Linked DNA regions of Danio rerio: region 1 is linked to region 2. Evidence: chromatin contacts called from public Hi-C data. All regions are on one chromosome and are shown on one strand. Each heading gives the region's core, a stretch centred on a gene start, on an enhancer-like site or on the middle of the called end of the contact. The rest is flanking DNA. Distances are from core to core; before and after follow the strand shown. Region 1 overlaps uvrag (UV radiation resistance associated gene). Region 2 overlaps si:dkey-250d21.1.

Region 1 (2,938 bases), core at 324-2,823, 240 kb after region 2:
GCATACTCTTCTGCTTGACGCCAGTGAAAATTGCTTGAGTTTGAATGCGGAGAAACGTCTCGTAAAACGTTGCCGATAAACGCAAATGAAAAGCGTCCCGGTGTGTAGGAGCCTTTAATCTGTGGAAATCAATAGAATATATATTGAAGGACAGCTTTTATCCACTGACAGAATCCCACTGAGTGGATGGACAACATGCACTCTTCATTTCTTTCTGTTCAGTAAGAAAGAAAAACAGGATTGGCACAACATGAGAGTGAAGAAATGCTAACAAAATCCTTTTTATTTATGTACAATGGAACCAAACATGTGAAATACACTGGCCAGGCCACAAGATGGCAATTTGTAAACTCAGTAGTGTGTTTGTGGGGTCAGTTGTACCACTGAGTGTGAATAAACTCGATTTTGTTATGTGAATCAATAAACATTAGTTTTGAAACAGATTTTCATTGTAAAATCCTTGTGAAACAGAGGCCCCAGCTTTGCCGCAGTCTCTTTGTTCATGCAGCGAGACAAATGACAGCTCTGAAAAATGGCAGCCAGCTTTACGTCACCACACTGTCTTGATAAGATGACAACTCAAAACACAGTTGGAGAATAACAGGAACTTAATAAACCCCTCGCAGACTACATGACGACTTCTCCACTTATGTCTTGTTTTCTTTATTCCAGCACGCCATTTGTCAGTCATTATGAAAACTTTGTTAAAAACATGATTTTTAAGAGGCTGCAGAGGTTATCGATTATATGAAAAAGGAACGCTTCGTTGGAAAAGTGCAAAGAGAGCCAATGGAGACTTTACACCACAGAAAACAACTCTAAATTTAAAAGCAGCTGGAAACAGTAGCCCACCTATTAAGTCATTGACGATGATTGTCCGCCAACTCTCTTTTTTGCATCTGTGAGAACATTTTTTCATTTTTATTTGGTAAAGAGCTCTTGTCAGCGGAGCTAAGGACTTGGCAGGCGTAGACTGGATGGTTTCAAAAGAACATGTTCCTGAAAAACCTGGAGTCTAGTGTAGGAAGCTTAAGGTATGATATGTATTCACCCCAAGATCATATATTTTCAGATTTAGACGTCTAGCTTTTTCACCAAAAAGATCATAAATTCAAGTTATGCTTCCAAAAAAGGTGCAGGGAATACCAAACTACCAGATGATATAGAATTGGCTCTTCTTGGAACAAATTTCTGGCTCTTGGTTAGACTCGAGGCTCAAGGGAAACCCTTCATCTGTTTGTAGGCTTTCCCTTTTTCCATAGAGCAGTAAACAAACATACAAACACATGCAGACACACCCGCATCGTTAGTGGGCCACTGGAGACTGGGGACTACCTTTTCTGGCACATATATATTTAGTGGCTCTCTCTCCTTTTTGCGGTGTGAGGCGAACCCCTTGCTGCCGACCTAAAACCGTGGAAATTCAATTACAGCCATTTAAGTGTTTCATAAAGCCATAGGAGGCTAGCCAGAGGTATGCTTATAAAACCAGGAGCAAGTGAAGGTGGCGAGTGCTAACGGTCCTGCGCTCTCCCTGTAGCTCTCAGTTTATACTCCCTCTTTCCATCTGTCCCCCTTTCCTCGCTTAGAAACACTGAATGGGTTACCAGGAGGACAATGACAGACAAAACAACAGCCCCAGATATACTCGTAAATCACGGCGGGTTGGCTGAAGTCCCGGTACTAAGAGTAGGCCGCTGTTTCTGAGCTTTACGCGCATCCAAAAGCTCATATGGAAGACCCACATGGACATCCAGGAAACACTAGCCATTTCAGAATCCATTGACAGACAAATGTGCAAGAAATGGAGAGAGGAAGAGAGTTAAAAATTTATCTAAAGCTGGAGGAAAAATCTGGTGTGCCTCAGGGCTCTGTCTTAAGGCCAATTTATGTATTTTTGTCCTGTCAGTGTTTACTCGCTCTAATCTCTTTCCAAAGCTGTTACTTCTCTGTTAGAAAGCTGTTATTCTTACTTGGAGCACTAAGAAAATATTAGATAATTGTTTTCCATCAAACTATTCCTTGCTTTTTGTACCAATGTGGACTGAGGCTTTTGAGCATCAAAATGATATGCGTGCGGATCATAAAACCTGTGTACAATATTTAAAATCTTTTAAAGCAGAGGTCCCCAAGCTTTTTATCACCACGAATCGGTCAACACAAGGGGGGTGAGGGTTAGAAGAAAGTTGGATTTACATAGATGCTAGGCAACCATTAACCGTTTTCTCATAGGACGACAAGCTGACAAAACATTGATGCAACTTTAAGTTTTATTTACGGAGAAAATTAAAAGGCACTGCGGTGTTTGGGTGTTCTGTGTTTGTCTGAGGTAAACAGTGTGACGTAATCTACCGTAATATGTATATTCCATACAAAGTACGAAGCTGATTGGTCAATTCTTGTCATGTGATTCGTAGCATTCCGAAAATTTGAGATGTTTTCAACTGGGTGCGCCTGGAAAACGTGATAAAGTCGTTCCTAATATGCGAACACAAGCCACGCACCTCCATTTGAAATAATGAACTTACACACGAAAAAGACGCCACAATGGGTTGCGGATCCATTTCTTGGCAATTCATAGGCCTTTCACTAGGCCTTTTTCCCTTCATAAAGAAATTTTCCAAAGATGTCTGTTTCCTACTCATTTTGCTAGCTTATGGGTTAAATTTTGCTACTTAAATGACTGAAGGCTGGTTTATACTTTAGTGTTGAGTGATCAGCGTGAACCACGTGCATTTATAATTTCAAGTGCTGTTTGTGTTGCTTTGCAATAACACTTTCAAAACGCTAGCTGGCAGTGAGGTTTTTATGTTCCTTTGTCGAGTTTCTTTACTGGTGTTTTGCTTTTTCTCAACGCTACCTTAATGTACAAGTAGGTAAAACTCGCTAATTCTGAGGTGGGAACCGGCGGACGTGCAACAACTTTATTCATAAGGTA
Region 2 (2,963 bases), core at 83-2,582:
TGTTTTGTCTTTTTTTATTATTATCTGTTTTTCCTTTTACATATGTGGCATGAAAAAAGAGGACTGCCAATTGGGACCAATGTCTTGCCAAAAAAAAAAAAAAAAAAGAAAGAAAGAGAGAGAATAGGATGCCCTTGTGGGCTCTTACTGCTTTGTGCCTTTATGCAAAAACCCTACATAAGTCTTTAAATCAAGAGACAAAAAGTCTGGATGGACATTTTCACCCCAGACTTTTTGGAAATTTCCGAATATCTTCAGGAACTTTTAAAGACTTCAAATCACGTAAATCCTCTAAAATGCATTGGGGGGGAAGTTCATCACAATGAATTACGCTGGTTGTGTTATATTGTCACAATGTCATCCCATGGCACAAACAAAAAACGAGTCTGTCTCTGTATCATTATGTGTTACAATGGTTGATTTGTTTGCAGTTTTATTTAGATCAATGGATTTTTCTGTAAACATTTCTCCCATAAGCCCTCCTCATGAAGGAAGCATTCATATATATTTGACTAAAATAAACAAAATTGTTGAAAATAAGCCATGCATTTATTTTAAAGTTTTTGTCTGACGCTGTAATGTTTAAGGGTGTTCACAAGATGGCAGTGTATGCCTTTCCCAGTTTTGGGAGTACTTGTTAGTAAGTAATGGTTCATCCATTTTTGCACTAGGATTTTTACCTCCACTAATTTAACAAGAAGATTCATTTAGTCACTATAAATCAAGAAAAATGTCTTTGAAATTTATTAATTAGTGATTGATTAGATTTTGTTTCATTTTCTCCAATGCCATGAATGTAATGCTGGCAGGTTCATTATTGTTTTATTTAATAATAGCCACTCACTCCATTGTTAATGGTATAATATTTAACAATTTTGTGGTTGTTGTCTAACATCTCATGTCATTGTCCTTATTTATTTAGTACCTTACTTAGGTAGATTTTAGTTCTTTAATGCGTACTGATTTATCCTTTGCCATTTTTTCTTTCTTTAAACTAAGAAAAATCTTGTTTCTGTTCACTACTTCCTGCCGGTTTCCTCTACTCTCCCACTAAGTCAACGTAGTTAATGATTAATGTCTCCACTTTATAATGCTTTTTAAAAAAAGAGTTTAGGCTTTTCAAAAAGTAGCTTTGGCCCCCTGTAGCCTGTTGATGATTTGCAGTCATTCTTTAACCCCTTGGTTCATGGACTGCAGATCCATCACAGAATATTGTTTTCAGGAGTAGAATTTGAAATGTCGTTGAGAAGCAATCAGTCTCTCATTTCCATGTAACCTTGGACCTATGATTCACCCTTGGGGACTAGAGCTTTTGACCTTTTAGGGTCATATCTTGTGAGAGCGGCAGTAGATGTGGTTGAAAAGCCAGGAACATAAAGCTATTAACAGACAACGTCACAGTAATTGCAACTACAAATCAATCAAGCCCTTGTTTATCACTTTATTGTGGCAGGATGACAGAGTCAAGATGACTATGACTTGCCGTCCAAAGAAAGTAGTAGAGTAGTGGTCTGAAATCAATGAAGACTATTTCTTTAAGAATGCAAGATACTTGATTTTTATTTCTTTTCGCCATAGAGTAGGACTTTCAAGTTTCCGCCAAGGGCCTAAGTTTACTCCAAGACAAATATGTCGTTTTTTTTTTTTTTTAAAGAATCAACTCTTAATCAAACCATTTTGTTCAAATGCATTCATACTCTTATCCTTTTCTGTTGTTAATTGGTAAAGAGTGGTTAGACAATAGCGCAACACATGTCTATCCCAAAAACAATTGCTTCCCAAAGGATTTTTTGATGCGGCATTGGATAATGCCCTGACAAGCCAAGTCCTTGTCCGTCTTTCATCGACAAATGCATTTTGCATACCATGGTGGTTTTGATTTTCTCCCTATTTTCCACAAGAAATAAATTATCATCTGTGTGATCTTCTGGCCAGATTGTTGTGAATGTTTTGTTATACTCATTGTGCACAATGTTATATACAGTATTTAAATATTTAACTCATTTTTCTCATCTTTAGCCCCCCCTTAAATTCAAATGAAGAAAAAAAGTTGCAACACTCAGTGTCAGGTGAGTTTCTATTTTTGTTACTTTTAGCTACTTTACTGTAGATCGGAAGACATATCCGACTTAAATAGCTAGCAAATCAGTTGCAACCTGCTCTTTATAAATACAGTACTATTATTGTTCATTTTTTTCTTTAACTTAAAAAGGCCATGTAAGTCCAACTTAAACAGTTTACAATGAACATATTACACAAAGATCACTTATATATATATATATATATATATGTATATATATATATATATATATATATATATATATATATATATATATATATATATATATGTATATATATATATATATGTATATATATATATATGTATATATATATATATATATATATATATATATATATATATGTATATATATATATATATATATGTATATATATATATATGTATATATATATATATATGTATATATATATATATATATATATACATATATATATATATATGTATATATATATATATATGTATATATATATATATATGTATATATATATATATATATATATATACACGTATATATATATATATGTATATATATATATATATATATATATATATATATATATATATATATATATATATATATATATATACATACATATATATACACACACACACATTGTTTTGTAAGCCTTTTCCAGGCTAATAACAGGAGCCTTAATACCTCAGGAGCCATTAACAGCAGCTGAAATACTGAGATACTTTATTTTCTTGCGATCCGCTATCTGAGAATAGTGCATTTCCTCTCTCTCTCTCATGTCCAAAAGCACTCAGTCTGAACGTTGTTTCGCTTGGTGTGTTCATCTGGAGCATCCTCTGCTCTGATCACACTGAAGAGGGCTCATGTATGCTCTGTCTGTAGGCCGATACAGAGCTGCCCTCTGCCTTC

The links. A called contact is a pair of places that touch in the nucleus more often than the background predicts.
Region 1: a contact with region 2 is called in a Hi-C map of embryo, with 1.9 times the contacts expected there. The contact joins two enhancer-like sites.

The regions. Positions count from the first base shown.
Region 1 is chr10:37,320,273-37,323,210 of GRCz12tu, forward strand. All of the region lies in intron 13 of uvrag (UV radiation resistance associated gene), which reads right to left. Among named protein-coding and RNA genes, the nearest start is that of uvrag, 170 kb to the right of the region's middle. Within about 2 kb of position 1,574, at least 7 of the 62 cell types and tissues checked have an H3K27ac peak or open chromatin away from gene starts, as enhancers often do.
Region 2 is chr10:37,081,314-37,084,276 of GRCz12tu, forward strand. si:dkey-250d21.1 reads left to right here. Exons shown (of 14, transcript XM_002663575.8): 14 at 1-540. It also overlaps a transcript of lhfpl6 not described here. Among named protein-coding and RNA genes, the nearest start is that of si:dkey-250d21.1, 18 kb to the left of the region's middle. Within about 2 kb of position 1,333, at least 9 of the 62 cell types and tissues checked have an H3K27ac peak or open chromatin away from gene starts, as enhancers often do.